Regions from separate parts of the Mus musculus genome. Here region 2 is linked to region 1. Evidence: chromatin contacts called from public Hi-C data. All regions are on one chromosome and are shown on one strand. The core of a region is the stretch at or near the end of the contact, and the rest is flanking DNA. Distances in the headings are between cores, read along the strand shown. Region 1 overlaps Entpd1 (ectonucleoside triphosphate diphosphohydrolase 1). Region 2 holds the start of Zfp518a (zinc finger protein 518A).

Region 1 (4,258 bases), core at 716-3,215:
GAGTGGGGGTGGGGCTCAGCCTCTGTAGCTCTCAGCTGATACCAGGGTGTGGACAAGTGTGAGAAGCCATGGTTTTCTGTTTCTTTCATAGTCTCCACTGCTTCAGCCTGTGGGATTGATCCCAGCTTCACACTAGAATAACTGAGCATTTCCTAAATAGCCCCACGGCTCAGGCCCGCCCCGGGTAAGGCCCGGATGTTTCTAAGGTGCAGCCTTATCTAGAGTGATGCACTGATAACCCTTGGCACTGGGGGTGGTCGCTCTAGTTCTCAGCACCAAATGTTCCACTTAGCTTAGAGAGAGAATTTTCTCTTTATGGTTTGAAAATTCCCACCTCTGTCTACTTCCTTTGCAAGCTAAATATGGAGAAGTGTGGTGTCGTGCTAATAAGTGTTTTACATTTGATTTGCCCTCAGTATGGGATTGTGTTGGATGCGGGGTCATCTCACACCAACCTGTACATCTACAAGTGGCCGGCCGAGAAGGAGAATGACACAGGGGTGGTGCAGCAGTTAGAGGAATGCCAAGTGAAAGGTAAGACGGGGGCGGGGCACGGAACGGGAAGAGCGGGCCACAGGAATGTGAGAGGCGTGAGGATCTGCCGTTGGTATTTTATTATCACTGTAAAATGACACTGAGCCAGGCCTAGTAGCACAGGCTGGAAAGCAGGTGGATCATCAATGTTCAGGCCAGCCTGGACCACCTAGTAAGACTCCGCTTTAAACAAGACACAGATGTAGCTCAGCGGTTGTAGCATATGCCTCACATGCATGAGGCCCTGTGGTCAGTCCTTATTACTACTGCCAGTAGTAACAATAATGTTGAGATCAATTCTTGAAAAATAGGCAAATTTAAAAATAGCTGAAGGTGTCACTCAATGGTATTGTACAGGCTTAATATTCATGATGTTCTAGGTTAGGTTCTCAGCAAAACACACACACACACACACACACACACACACACATGAACTGAGCAATAGTAGCCCTCGTCAATAGGGCATGTCTGTGTATACTTGTATCATGCTTACAGCAATGTATCATGAACTCAGCACACATTTTTCACTCTCATGATCTGGTAGGTGAGCAGCAGCAGCTCTGTCCTAAAAACAAGGGCTGCGAGATAAGACAGCTCATGCCACGTGTTTAAAGTTACTTAAGTTGGGGACTGATGGATCTGGCTGACATATCCACATCTCAGCCGTGGTTCTCAGACTTGAAATGGCCTAGCACTACCTGGGGTGGGGGTTGGTGGGAGCTCTTAGCACACAGACATAGGGCCGCCTACAGCCAGAGATCCCAAGTCAACAGGTCTGGGTGGGAGCCTGGGGCTTTACATTTCTACCAAGTTCCCTGGTGCTTCTGGTGGGATGCTCGACCTCTCTTCTTATTTTCTATTTTCGGCTCAGACTGCAACCTGGAGGAAAACCTCAAAAGCTTTTGTTCTCTTCAGAGGCAGAGAAGAGTAGATCACAGACTTTTAGGGTGGGGAGGGGGGCGGGGGGGGGGCGGGGGGGTGTCATTTAAATCTCATTTTCCAGGGAAGGAAGCTGAAGCCTGGAGGACCCTGTAAGTTTCGAGAGTCCAGATGGTGGTCCAGGCCCCTAGCCACACTACAGGCTCCCACAGAAGCACTGCTGATAATCTCCCCCATACCCCGTCCCAGCCAAAGTCACTTTTAACATCACACCTGGAGGATGGCTGATAGCTCAGCTACCCTGACTTGCTCTCCGCCACGCGCCCCTGTGAGCTTTGTCTCTGCTGGCCTTTTGAGCCAAGAACACACTGGCTTTTTTTTTCAAACAGGTCGTCTAGATCTCAGGAGAGACGTGACTTTTAATCTGATGGCGAATAGCTTCCACTGACCTTTGTAATTTGCCAAGGAACTGGGCAGGGTTAGAAAGAGAAAGCCACTCTCCCTGGACCCTGGTGTGCCAGTACTGAGGCCTTGCTACGACCGAGGCGGTGCTCATGAAGGTTCTTTCTTCTGAGGATCATCTCATGAATGCATGTGTTTGAACCCACACATACAGAGTTAGCAGAACGCTGAGGTCAGATTTCCTGAATCAGAAGCAAGCCACTAACAGAGCTTGGGGCTTCTCATTATGTTACACAAACAGGCGTTTAAAAAGCCCGTTTGAATAATCACCTTGAAAGCAAACTCTTGGTAGGAAGCAGTCGAATTCACCTCAGGGTAGGAGTCTTGGCTCCAGTCCTCTCCATAACAACCGTTAGTTTGCTCTAAAATTGAAATAACAGTCTTAGTAGGGAGGCAGGGGTACCAGAGCAGAAAAGACTCAGGGTCTGCAGACTCTGTTTCTGTTTATTCTAACAAAGGAAGAAACCCCATAAATGTTAGGGCATACTCTATGACATAACTAGTTAATGACACACTCTGTCTTTTCAGGAAAAGCCAGCGTGTTGGGTACTTTCCACTAAATGCCATCTTTACCTAGGCCCTCTAGGAACTAATGTTGTTAATTACAGCTCTGTGGAAAGGATCATTCAAAAGAGGCCAACAGAGAACCCACTGTAAGAGCTGCATTAGTGCCAGAGGATGTGAAATGGCACCACCTTGTGGCCAAATCAATGAACACCAGGTTTTACCAGCAAAATTTTAAAATTACAAGATTTAAAAAATACAATACTACATATACATGTGTTAGCTACTTTTTTTCCAAGACTTTAATGAAATACTTGAGAGAGAAACTTAAGGGAAATAGGGCTTATATTGGCCCTTGCTTCTAAGGGAGACATGTCCATCATGGTGGGGAAACCATGGCAACAGGAGCTTTGCAGTCCACATCCTAACTCCCCAGGTAAACCTCTCTGCAAACAGCCTCACAGACACACCCAAAAGGGTGCCACGCCCATCCACTAGGTGCTTCTGACTGCAGCCGCTCTCCCCGCTAAGAAATATAACCCAATGTACGCCATGCCAAGAAGCGTTTCCTCCCATTTTCCTAGCAAACACTTTTAAAAAATATGGTCAAGGTAGACGCTCCACACTTTTTCTTTTAAAGGTTTTCACCGACTGTATCTTCCCTCAGGTCCTGGAATCTCAAAATATGCTCAGAAAACAGATGAAATCGGTGCGTACCTGGCCGAATGCATGGAACTGTCCACCGAACTGATACCAACATCCAAGCATCACCAGACTCCTGTCTACCTGGGAGCCACAGCAGGCATGCGCTTGCTTAGGTAGAGTGATATGCTGGGACCAGCATGCTAGGAGCTGGAGGCGGTGCTGAGATGCCTGACATTATGGGACTTGTAGCTACCTCACACGCCAAGTCCTGTTCTGGGAAATAAGTTTTATTAAGTTTTTATAATGCAAGTTTCAAGTATCTAAAAGAGCCTGCCTGTCTCCCTTGGGGAAATCAAAGGGGGCAGAGTATTAGAGAGAAAGATTTTGGGAGTTCACACACTCCAAAATTTGGGGCTGAAGATAGAATCAACTAATATATGGGAAGAAGAAGGTGAAAGAAGACCCACCAATGTCCCAAGACAACCTCAGCTAACAAAGCTCGGCTGATCCCCCACCCCCATCCCCATTAATATCTGTGTGCATTGTGTACATTGGATCTAGGGTGATCTGTTGATTAGCAGAGGAGTGTGCACAGCTGCCGAGGGAGCGCGTGGGATTGCTCAGGATGGAAGGTGGGCGGGATGGCCTGCCACATCATGGCTGCATGAGCAGAGGAGGGGCGGGAGTCGGGGGAAGGGTGGCACTGGCAGAAGTACAGCGTCATTCAGTTAGACATCATTTAACACTGTTATGTGCCACGGATGGTCTTAGGTGCTGGGGCTAAAGTATCAAACAGAACAGAGCTCCCAGCATTGCGGAGTTTGTGTTCTAGTGGATGTGCAAAGGTGGGGAAATGAGAAGCCAGGGCAGAGTCAGGATTGTGAAATAGAAAGGAGATGGGGGTGCAGGGTGCGGCGGGGGGCGGGGGGAGTAAAATAATAGAAGCTCGTGTCTCAGCGAGGTGCTAACTACTTAAGAAACACACTGCTTAGTCATGAGGGTCACCATGAAGTGAAGATATAAATTAACCAGAGAGAGAAGCTGCAGTTTAGAAATGTTAAGAAGCCGCGAGGCTGGGAAGTGGCAGAGCTAGGGCCACAGATGGCAGGGTCTAGACCAGGAAATGCCTCGTGGATCCTGTCAGGAAGGTTGGAGAAATGAGAAGTCGTGTAAGGATGCAACGCGGTTATCGATTCTGGAGGGTGGACTGGAACAGGAAGGCTAGGGAACTGTT
Region 2 (4,258 bases), core at 854-3,353, 170 kb after region 1:
TATTAACCCCCTTTATGATACAATGACCATGAATTAATAATACATTTAAACAAAGGATTTGTAAGCAAGAAGGAAACTTTGCGACTGTCACCACCAGGTTTAGTATGAGAAGATAAGAGGTTATTGTCCACTGCGAGTAAATTGCAGGTTCATCTTCAGAGCAGCCTATCTCTGAAAGCATTAATATGGTTATCCTATTCCCATGAACTATCTTTAAGTTTGGAACGTTCTAAAATCTTTTTATTTTTTGAGCTATTACCCAGCGTTTGTTCATTTGCAGTTTTAGAGTCTATCTCCTCTTCCTTTCTGTTTCACTCCTTTTGTTATTAACTTCAGTGTTCAGAACTTTAAAAGAGCAAAGAGTAAGAGTTTGATAAAAATGAAAAAACTGGACAAGGAAAAGAGAGAGAGTTCACCAACATTCTAGCTTATTTAGCATGCAATGAAAACTTTGAGTCTTCTAGAATTAAACACAGGTTTTCAAGGTGAACATAGATGCAAAAATAAAGTTTTATGAGAATACTACAGAACATGATGATGCATCATTTTTGTCATGTAAATTATAAAAGCTATAACAAAACTAACTACTCACAGTCCAAAACAACTTTTTTTTTTCCTATTAAAAAACAAACAGGCTTTTCTCCACTTCTCTCCTCAGCAATGTGTGTCCTCTTTTCTGGAACAATGAAAATATTGTGTTAAGGAGAAAATCTACCAGCACTCAGGAAACAGAGGCAGGCAGAGCTTTGTAAGCTGGAGGCCAGCCTGGTCTACAAATTGAGTTCCAGGACAGCCAGGGCTCTGTTACACTGTCTCAGGGCCTGTTACCCTGCCCCCCCCCAAAGAAAATCTATTTTGCAAACATCATTATAGATTATAAATATGCCCTTTTGATATTAATAGATTTCACCTTCACTTTTATAGTTATGTTTGTACTTCTTGTGTGAATTTCAGCTTGCCGCTTCTAGGAGGACTGTTGTACAAACCACCCAAAACTAAGGGTTCTCCGTGTGTGTTTTATTCCTTTCTTTTTCTTTTTCTTTTTCTTTTTCTTTTTTTTAATTTAAAGGGTAAAGTCCGTGTGGCACAGGTCAATGCGTTCAAAAGCATATCCTAAGAAAGTGGAAAATTCTTAACAGTTTTAAAATTGGTTTTAAGAAAAATTTGTGCGTGTCAGGAGTTATTTGGGTTACCCCTTGCCCCCACGCATCCCCCCCCCCAAAAAAAAAAACTACGGCCCACAGTTGAAGCCAAAATTCTCAGATTCGATCTTTTATATTTTGCTATATCCCTCCGCCTCGAGTTTTTGACGGCGGCAGTTTCCACAGTGCTTCCACGTGTGTTTTTTGTCCTTTTTTTCTTTTAAGGGAGGTAATTATTTACCAAGTGAGATTAGTAGGCTTCTGAAACGTTCTGAAAGAGAGGAGCCACATTTGGACTTTGTACGACTCTTGTGTGGGGTGGGGAAGGATTCTTTTCTTGGGGGCAAGGATTCCATTTTTGAGTCTGTGAGGGGCGTGCGAGGGTTTTCCTTCGCTGAGAGGACTTCCTTCGCTCAGACGAGTCCTCCGTGCCGTGGGAGGAGGTCGTGTCGCGGCGGGAGAGAAGAGTGTCCCTCACAGGTAGCCTGTGCGTGGGGCTGCTCTGGAGCTCAGGGTTGGCTCCCTTGTGGGCCAGAGCTTTGGGTAGCAGCTTCGTCCAACCACTGGGACGTCAAAGGGATACCACAACTCGCGTGATCCGAGTAAGTACAGGGAACACGCCATTTGCTAAGATGGGGGCTGCCTAAAACCTCTGGGTTGAGGCCATTTCCTGTCAACCAAGGCTTGCCAAGCACACCAGTTCCTGCTTCTGGTGTCTACTTGGGAAAGGACGGTAGCCATTTTCCCCGTTCTTCCCCCCGCAGTAGGATCCCCGCGGCTGGTGAGTAGACGGGGGGCGGTGAGGCGGGACGCAGGGAGGCGCCGTATGACGAGGTCAGCCGTGGACTCAGCGCCATGGCCTACTCTCGGGAGGCTGAGGCGGGGGCCCTTCCGGCCGCCGTTCCCTTCCGCTCGCCTCAGGTGCAGCGCGGATCCCTCCGCCGCAGCGTGCGCTGCCGGCAGCGCGGCGCTCGGCTTTCCGGCAGTACCCGGATGGAGGGGTAATGGCCGCCATCTGGGACTCGCAGGCAATGGGGACCACGGCAGGTATTCCCTGTGTGCGGAGCCGCCAAGACCAGTTAGGATGTCGGGACGCACAGAGAGACGGCAAGGGGCCAAGGGCGAAATCGTGGGGTGCTAGGGTTCCCCCCAAATGGTCTTGGGGGGGATCCGCCTCTTGCGCTAGGAAGCTCATGTTAAATAGTCCCGTCCATTCAGCGCTTCCGGCCAACTTGCCGCAAAGTTTTCTAGAGAAGTCCTTGGTTTCTAACCCGGGGCTCTTGCTAGCTCTTAGGGCTGGTCATTGTCGTCTCGGCTTGGGCTGGTTGTAAGTTTGTCCCTAAGAACTCCCCCACGGTCTCAGAGCCTAGGACTTGGGCGCGCGCGCACGGCGCGGCGACAGTGTACATCCGCGCGCCCGAGGGGCAGCGGAACTCCGGGGAAAGGGGCGGATCGGGCGCGGCGTTTTGGGGGCGATGCGGGGGCGTTTGGCGCGCGAAGCCATCGCTCGTCGGGTTCCGCGCCCGGTGGAGACGGGCTGGGCAGCCCTCAGTCCGCACCCCTCGAGCTGTAGGTTCGCGGGCCCGCCTCGACGGCATCCCTACTATGGGCCCAGTCTATGGCTATTGGGGGTTCTTCCTTGCAGAGACTCCCCGCTCTCTTGGCGCACGCACTGCGCGCCCTCAGAGTTGGGCAAGAAAGTGGTCCTCTTGTAGACTGCCCCCACCACCACCACACCCAGTGGCATATGGATTTCTTTGTCACGGGCTTTTTTTTTTTTTTTCCCCACTTGTAGGGTCCATCTTGAATCTGTTCTTAACATGGTGTCCTCTTTGTTAAGTGGGTAGTATCTTGAGTTAGATGGCTTTGGTAACTCAAAAGTATTGGGTCTGAATGCATAGATGATGTGATTTAACTCTTATCTAGACCAATGGAACAGATGCAACTTCAAAGTTTAGAAAACAAAAGTTAAGGGTCAGTTTTCGCTTCAGGTTTAAATTTGGGTTATTTTAGTTTTTGTAAATTATTTTTTTCAAAAGTCTTGAAAATGGGGAAAGGGGTCAGTTTTTGAGGAATTCATGAGAATGTTGAACTGTCTGTGATTATCTCAGGGATGTAATGTAAAAACAACTCACAGCGTGGTTAATTTGAAAGTCTGGTTTTCTTAAGGCACATTTTACTAATAATAATTGAATTGCTTTTTTTCCCAGCAAAACAGGTCTGATTTGAGTGTGCTCTAAAGTTTGTATGGTCAGAATGAATAGAGAGACTTGCTGAAATTCCCTAACATTTTTAAAGTTATAGCTGCAGATCTGTTAATTATCCTTCAACAAAGCTGTATTTTTCTTTAGAAAGTCAAAAGGGGCAATTCGTACTAGCACTTGAGGGGTGTTGGCTTTCTATGGCGTAGGTAAGCATAGTAGACCTTACTCTTTTCTGTTTTTTTTTCCAAATTATGATTACCAATTCAAACATTATATGTCAGATGTCTGAACAGATAAAAGGATAGCAACTCCAGCGACTGTGTCTTTGTGAGCTCATAGCAAATAAACTTAAATACTGGAGGGTTTTATCATAACCACCTTCACATTTTATGATATTTTTTCTGGAAGTAGTATAGTGTGGTTCCAAAAGCTGCTGTATTTTGAAATATTTTAAATGAGAAACTTTCTATCTAAATATAGTTTGAGTGAAAAAACCCACAAAACCTTACAATGCCCTTTTAATGTACTTTTATTGCAAGTGTTGGGGCTTACTCTCATTGAAGCATTGTGTGTGCCCTGTAGAGAACACTTAATCTGACCAGTCTAACTACTTTTCTGGTTTTCCTTTAAGTTCAAGATTTTAATCTTGCATTTCTTCAGGTGCTCTATTTAAAAGGGTTTTGTCAATTAGAGAAAAGGGTTCTTAGAAAATTTGAAATGTTTATCTGTTGTCTGCCCTCATGTATAGTCTATTAATTCTATAGGCTTCACATCATAGGCAGTTCTCATGGGATGTTGATACCAGCCTTGAGCATTACTGTTGTCAGTAGGCTTTTGTAGTGGGCAGATAAGTGGTTCAGAATCAGGTGCAATACTAATTCTGCTTTTGCAATTTGGATAGGGCAAAACGAG

Evidence for each region. A called contact is a pair of places that touch in the nucleus more often than the background predicts.
Region 2: a Hi-C map of forebrain shows a contact between it and region 1, with 4 times the contacts expected there. The contact joins the promoter of Zfp518a here to the enhancer-like site in region 1. A contact is called at or near these places in 1 of 15 datasets of contacts at CTCF or cohesin (large pre-B cells), 1 of 484 Hi-C or Micro-C datasets (forebrain), 2 of 115 datasets of contacts at active chromatin or transcription factors (bone marrow-derived macrophages and embryonic stem cells) and 3 of 9 other capture datasets (adipose tissue, liver and pancreatic islet).

Annotation. Positions count from the first base shown.
Region 1 is chr19:40,720,041-40,724,298 of GRCm38.p6, forward strand. It overlaps Entpd1 (ectonucleoside triphosphate diphosphohydrolase 1), which reads left to right. Exons shown (of 10, transcript NM_009848.4): 3 at 417-534; 4 at 3,047-3,197. Among named protein-coding and RNA genes, the nearest start is that of Gm41846, 9.5 kb to the right of the region's middle. Within about 2 kb of position 1,966, at least 44 of the 459 cell types and tissues checked have an H3K27ac peak or open chromatin away from gene starts, as enhancers often do. A contact at or near this core is called in bone marrow-derived macrophages and forebrain, where this site is marked.
Region 2 is chr19:40,892,602-40,896,859 of GRCm38.p6, forward strand. It overlaps Zfp518a (zinc finger protein 518A), which reads left to right and starts at 2,104. Exons shown (of 5, transcript NM_028319.1): 1 at 2,104-2,189. Mir8092 (microRNA 8092) reads left to right here and starts at 2,102; the gene lies at 2,102-2,188.